Linked DNA regions of Mus musculus: region 2 is linked to region 1. A link is a contact called in public Micro-C data. All regions are on one chromosome and are shown on one strand. The core of a region is the stretch at or near the end of the contact, and the rest is flanking DNA. Distances in the headings are between cores, read along the strand shown.

What was found. Hi-C and Micro-C count contacts between places; a contact is called where the count stands out from the background.
Region 2: a contact with region 1 is called in a Micro-C map of embryonic stem cells, with 3 times the contacts expected there. The contact joins the promoter of Ddx4 here to the enhancer-like site in region 1. A contact is called at or near these places in 7 of 39 promoter capture datasets (3T3-L1-derived adipocytes, embryonic stem cells, hippocampal neurons and 3 more), 2 of 484 Hi-C or Micro-C datasets (embryonic stem cells and pre-B cells), 1 of 115 datasets of contacts at active chromatin or transcription factors (bone marrow-derived macrophages) and 1 of 9 other capture datasets (pancreatic islet).

The regions. Positions count from the first base shown.
Region 1 is chr13:112,438,511-112,442,071 of GRCm38.p6, forward strand. No RefSeq gene overlaps it. Among named protein-coding and RNA genes, the nearest start is that of Il6st, 24 kb to the right of the region's middle. Within about 2 kb of position 1,616, at least 185 of the 459 cell types and tissues checked have an H3K27ac peak or open chromatin away from gene starts, as enhancers often do. A contact at or near this core is called in bone marrow-derived macrophages, embryonic stem cells, liver and 2 more, where this site is marked.
Region 2 is chr13:112,650,934-112,654,261 of GRCm38.p6, forward strand. Ddx4 (DEAD box helicase 4) reads right to left here and starts at 1,377. Exons shown (of 22, transcript NM_001145885.1): 1 at 1,343-1,377; 2 at 399-485. The coding sequence starts at 470.

The DNA of each region.
Region 1 (3,561 bases), core at 366-2,865:
TCTGTGCAACATGAATGAAGGTCCTGAGCTGATACGAAGAAGAAGAGAGTAATGGGTGAGTTTGCATTATAGTAACTCATTCTTGTGGTGACTGGTCTAGCCACGTGAGACTCGCTCTAGTTCACAGAGGTCTAATTTAGTCTAGAGAGATATAACTCAGTCTCTTGAGAAAAGACAGAAACTTGCTTGTGAGCTCGATGCTCCATGACTTCATCACCTAGAAAATGCCCCACCCCCGACCTTGACACATTAAGGAATCAAGATTCGGCATGAACAAACCTCAGTACCTTCTTTTATGACCGTGGTCTTCTAGAAAATTCTCACTTGATCCTAAAAGTAAACTAGATATTTCTCCAAGTGTCTGTTATCTAGGTTTTTTAAGGCTTTCTCTCTAAAAGTCATGTGCTACCAGATGAGAGAAATAAGTGCTCTTTACCACCACCATGCTAGGGATGGCAGCCTTGGCCGAACCCAAACTTCTAACCAACCCTATCAAACTTCAAACGTCAGGCTTGCAAGTCAAGTCATCCTGGATTGTCCAGCCCTGCCTGTCCTGCTGATGGATACCAGGAAAAGTTTATCAGATCGTTAATTGCTAGGAGGGCCCAGCGCACCAAATTCCATGGGCATGTGGTCGTTGGCTGTATAAGAAAGCCAGCTAAGCATGCGCCTGAGAGATCCAGCCAGCAAGCACTTTTTGTCCACGTTTCAAGTTTCTACTTGAGTCCTCTTCCTGACTCCCCAAAAGGATGGGCTGTAACCTGTAAGCAGAAATGCATCCTCCCCGCCCCCACCCCACCCCCACTGAATTGCTTTGAATCAGAATGCTGTCTCATAGCAACCGAAAGAAAACCAGAGTTAACAGTCTAAAACAGGAATTTTTGTGACCTCCATGTGTGGTTCCAGGGATTCAGGAATTCAGAAGGAAGCAACAATTCCAACCACTCTAGAGTCGCCATCCCCGAAGGCAAAGAGACTTACTAAGTGGGCAGATAACCGAGATTATCATAGATGATTGCAAATTCCCTGAAGAAAAGAAACAGGATGTGCTGAGAGCGGCCAGGATCAAGATACAGATAACAGAAAGGAAGCCTGGGTGCCACCAGCTGCACACACGTGCTAAGAGAGAGGGAAAGAGGAAACTGCAATCTAGAAGCCCCCGGGGTTGAAGCGCTCTTGCTATGTTATAGGGAAGGGAAACGCACGAGCCTGGAAGAAATAACAAAGAATCAGTAGAAGAGGGAGTGGAAAGGACAGACTCCAGGCCAGGCAGAGCTGGAGTTTTATTCCAACTACTAGAGTTCTGAAAGTCTTCATTAAAGAAGTGCATCCCGGTTTACATTAAACATTAATCTGCGAACTTAATAGAAGAGGAAGCGGCATTCAGGAAGCTATTAGAAGAGCCGTTAGTGAGAGTTGCTGTGGATAACAGGGAAGATGGAGAAGTCACGGTCTGACTTCTCAGAGAGATGAATAAGTTCTCACTGGGGTGAGCCGCTACTTTGCAACTTTTCTCTCCCAAATAGAGGATGTGGGCGTGGCCCTTGCCCCAGTAAGCGAGGAGGGGGCGTGGCCCTTGCCCCAGTAAGTGAGGAGGGGGCGTGGCCCTTGCCCCAGTAAGTGCTGAGGAAGACAAAGACGGTGGCTTAGGCAGAGAGAAGGGGAACTGGGTGAGCAAAGGTGGCAGATCACTGACCACAAAAAATCAGTTCAGCCCACAGCTATCTTGGGCAAGCTCCTGGCCGGGGACCAGGACAGAAGAAACAGTGCAGCCCCAGGCATTTCCTTCAGCCCTTCCCAGATAGGCAACAACTCCTACTCCGCCCTCCTTTGTCTCAGCCTTTACATTGGTTAACTCTTTTTGTTGAAGGATCCAGAGGGGAATGAGTGATTTTGCATTTTTTATGCATTTCAGCAACAACCAGTATCCCCGGAACAGAAATGAGATAGAACGGTTTGGAAGAGTTTAGATCACTACCAGGTTATCCAGATTATCCACTTAGAAAACCCAGCCGCTCCAGTTATAAAGCTTTTGGTAATACAAAGAAAGTTACACAGTACACAGTAATACAAAATATGCAGTAACTAATACGTGTATCATATATGAGTGTTTTAGTTAGGGTTCTATTGCTGTAAAGAGAGCTCATGGCCACGGCAACTCTTATAAAGAAAAGCATTCAACTGGGTCTGGCTTTTAGTTCCGAGTTTAGGCCACTATCATCGTGGCGGGAAGCACGGTGACAGACGTGGTGCTGGAGGAGTTGAGAATTCTACATCTGAATCCACAGGCAGTAGGAAAAGACAATGAACCACTCGGCCTGCCTTAAACTTCTAAGGTCTCAAAGCCCACCCCCCAGTGACACATTTCCTCTAACAAAGCTATACCTACTTCAACAAGGCTACACCTAATAGTGTCTCTCCCTATGAGCCTGTGGGGGCCATTTTTGTTAGCATTCCTTCTAGGCTTTGCCCTACAGTTACTGGGCAACAGTCAGGTGTGTCTGACTCACTATAAAACCGGCTGTTTGTCTCCTCCTCACTCGTCCTCTCTTCCCTGTCCCTACTCCCTTTCTCTCCCCTTCCCATCCCCCCGCCCCCCTGTGCCTCCCCCCCCCCCATTTCTACTCCTCTTCAACTCCCCTTCTCATGCCCTAACTAAACTCTATTCCATACTCTATTCCATACTCTATCCACCGTATTTCTAGTCCCTCAGAGGAAAGAGTTGTCTTAGCATGGACCCCCAGAGGCACCCCCTTCCACCTCACCATACCTAGCTTCTACCAAACATGTCCTGGCTCGCTCTTGCTCTTCCTTCCTTCCTTCCTTCCTTCCTTCCTTTCTTTCTTTCTTTCTTTCTTTCTTTCTTTCTTTCTTTCTTTCTTTCTTTCTTATTAAACACAACATTTTTTATTTATACCACCTCAATCAGAAAAGTTGTATGATACAGAAGAAATACTCATTTGTGATTCAAAAATATTAAAAACCAGTAGAAATGACCTAAGCAAGATCTACATGAATTTAGGCACATAAACAATAGAGAAATTGTAAAAAAAAAATCTAACAACATAATTATAATAATTGAAGGAATATATATTTCTAAAACACAGTCTATAAATTTGATCCAAATCTAATTGAAAAGATGGTTTTATGAACCTGTGATAATGATGTTAAAATAGATGAAAAATTAAGCATTAAACATAGTAAGAGAAATACTGGAAGAGAAAAGCTGGAAGCACCAAAAAGAAATTAAGGTAGCATTGGTTTGAGGCCAAACATAAACAAATAAACAAACAAATAGATCTCTTAGGAAAAACTCAAAACAGACTACAAAAGATATGACAATTCAACTTCCAGGTGGTGAAGTATCTGGTACAAACAACTGCTCCAATATTGAGCCAATTATTCATGTTCTAAGACTGGATTGTAAAGATACTGGACAAGCAGAGAGTCATGTCAAGATGTTTTATTGTGGGATTAACTCTAAAACTAAAAACTTAGATGCAAATCACAAATTGTTGAACCTCCATAATTTAACAAAACAGAAGATATCTAAGATTTTCA
Region 2 (3,328 bases), core at 127-2,626, 210 kb after region 1:
TAATCTACTAATTCTATAGTCTAGTATATTCTCATTGAGCTCCTTATGTAAAATTACTTTTCAGAATTCAAAGTACCACCCAAAATCAAATCACTACTTTCAATATTTTCTATATACAACTTATCTGTCAAGACTTTCAAACAGAATTGTACAAATCTGTGTTCGCCTCTAAGTCTCAAATCATTGCGATTTGAATTACACTGGTAGTACAGCTTTTGCTTGTTACTATCAAATTCCAACTGGAAGCTCAGCCTGCCTTTCTCATTCCCCATAAAAGATAGGTAAAAAAATCACATGCAGATAAACACTGAAACAGGCTATAAAAATTTACAACTTCCTCACCAGTTTATTAACTGATAAAAATCCACACCTTTTAATAACTCTGTAAGTTGTATTACCTTCTCAAATACAGGAACATAGGAAGACACGTGAGGTTTGAGTATTTCTGCCTCCCAATCTTCATCTCCCATGATAGCTTCAGGTTCCTAAAAAAAAAAAAAAAAAAAAAAAAAAAAAAAGAAGAAGAAAAGATACTTTTGACCATGCACACATCAGAATTGCTATCTTTCAACTATGGGGCTGTGCTCTAGGTCAAAGACATAGTAAATGAAGCATTAGGGTTCGCGACCACCACATTTATATATATATATAAATATATTTTTGTCCCTTCTCACCACGTGCAACTACTAAACTAACCACCCCCCCAAAGCCTTTACCGTCTTGCCTAAGGGTGATCTTTATAGCCAGCACTTTTATGTTTCATAGGCTTGGTGAATCAAGCAATTCAAGCAATCCCCACATTCCCAGGGGTGCCAATTTGCCCCCCAAAATCTGTTGGTTCTGCCCGAAAGGATTCCCAAATGGCTTTCTGCGTATGAGGTGGGCGGGTGGTTTCTGAGATAATATTCAAGGTATTTCCCACTGTGGCCCCGCCATGGTACACAGGATGTTGGTAGACAGGATGTTGAGGCCTTGGAGGCTTAGGGGGGCGGGGAAATTGTCCTGAGTCGGGCCCCCCAATTCCTTCGCCGTAGGGCCAAGCGCTTCCCGAGCACCGCCAACACCGTTTCTTCGGAGAAATGGCCGCCCAGGCGCTGAGCTGCAGGTTTCCCTGGGCCTCCCTCCCCTGCAGGCCTCAGGCCTTCACACCCGCGCTCCGCTCCGCACGAAGCCACGGGGCGGCGGCGGCGGGAAGGCCCCAGCGGGCCGACCTCAAGGCCCACCACCCCGGCAGGCCCACGGGCGCAGCCTCCGGCCGGCGTCTGCCCACAAGGCCAGCGGGGCCTGGCGAGGGCGGCCAGGGCCAGGCTTGGAAGGCAGAGGAGGCCGCCGGCCCACTCACCTCTCCGCTCCAGGCTCCCCGGGCTCCTCGCGGCCGGCCGACGCGGCTTAAACGGCTGCACGTGCGGGCGGACGCCGGGACGCCGACTGCGTCATTGGCGCGGGGACAACAAATAGCATCAGGCGACCGGGCCCGCCAGCCAATCAGCGGCCGCGGCGCGCGACTTCCCGCCCCATGGACGGACGGCCTGCGCGTTCTCCACCTTTGTTGAGGCCGAGGCCGAGGCCGAGGCAGGGAGGCCTCTTGGCTCCATGGCCTGTGAGGCCTGTGGGAGTGAGCTGATCCCCGGGGCTGCCACGCACGACATCCCGTTTCTCTCTCCAAGGGCTCATCAATTCCATTGTGTTCATTCAAAAGTTAAAATAGATATATAAATAAATAAAAATAAAAATCTGGGGCTCGGGGAGGCAGAGGCAGGCAAATCCCTGGGTGGAGGCCAGCCTGGTCTACAGAGCAAACTTCAGGACAGTCAGGGCTACACAGAGAAACCCTGTCTGGAGAAAAACCAAAGGGGTGGAACATCTAATTGCTTTCTCTCCCAGCCGTTCCAGCCTCCTCTTGACCTCCCAAAGTGCCAGGCTTGGCCATTCTGAGTCTGAACGTCTCAAGTGCTCTCTTTGTATCTGAGAAATGCACTTCACTCCTCTACTAAAACCAACTAGAAGCAATGCTTCTCCTCTCCATAAAAAGGGCAAGGATGAGACTCCATCTTGAAGTTGTCAAGAAAGCCAGTCTGTAAAAAGAAAACCGAAGAGAGGAAGACTTGGTCTGTTTGCCAAGGCCTGGATTTGTGGTGAACCTGTTTACAATTCTGAGGGCACCGGCCAGTTCAGCTCATTAAGTAGATGTTCACATTCTGCCTGCTCCTCACCTCTTTCAAGAAGGAAAATTCCATCCGTGGTTTTCCTAGTACCCGCCAAAGGGATCACAATCAAATATATGTAAAGCATGTTCTTGTTTTTATTTTCACTTCCATCGCTTTCCTTTCCCTGGATTTTTGAAGAAGTTCTAGATATCTCAGTCTGGAACTTAAAGATGAGGAACTCCAGCTTTCTAGAGCCACCTTTCTGTTTCAGCACCAAAAACACACTAGCATTTATACAGTGAGCACTGTAGTCGCCCAGGCTATTAAGGTGAATTGCTTTTAAAAGTCACATTTAACAAAGGACAAAACACAGTATACTTTAACAGAACTGTCATTTAAAATGTGGACAAACTTCCTAAAATGAACCTATTTTTAAACGTATATTCTTTGCTGTGCATTTTTGGAGTGACCAGGTAGGTTCACTTGCTAGGTCCAGTGGCCCATTCCTGTAACCATTACTTGGAAGATAAAGGCAGGAGGATCAGGACCTCAGTGCATAGCTAATTCAAGGTCAACCTATGTAACATAACACTTAGGCTCAAAAGCCAGAACTAAATAATAATAAAGCAAAGACAGGTGACATGTACCTGGCAACCTGAGAACTTGAGTTTGATCCCTGAGGTCCGAGTAAGGGAAGGAAAGAACTGACTTCTACAACTTATCCACTGACACACACACACACACACACACACACACACACTCACCCCGTCTCTGTCTTACACACACACTCATGTTCTGATTTAACAAACACACCGACACACACACACACACCTGCTCCCATCCTCTCTCTCACACACACACACCACAGAATAAATAAATGTAATAATAACATTTTTTAAAATAAAGACTAGAAGGTTGAAGCTTTTGAATGGGGAGGACATCACTAGAGTTTGGCTGAGAATTCATTGAGTGCAGGTCAGGGAGGAGAACAACAATAAGTGTCTAAGGTATGTTACCACAATTTTTTTCCAAATATAAAGAGAAAATAGGAACTATGCAATAGGAAATCTAGCAAACACTTAACTACATGACGAGTTCACAGCTCTCTTCTTGTTACCTATAACTATTGTCTTAGTCAAGGTTTCTATTCCAGGACAAAACATCATGACCACTGAGCAAAT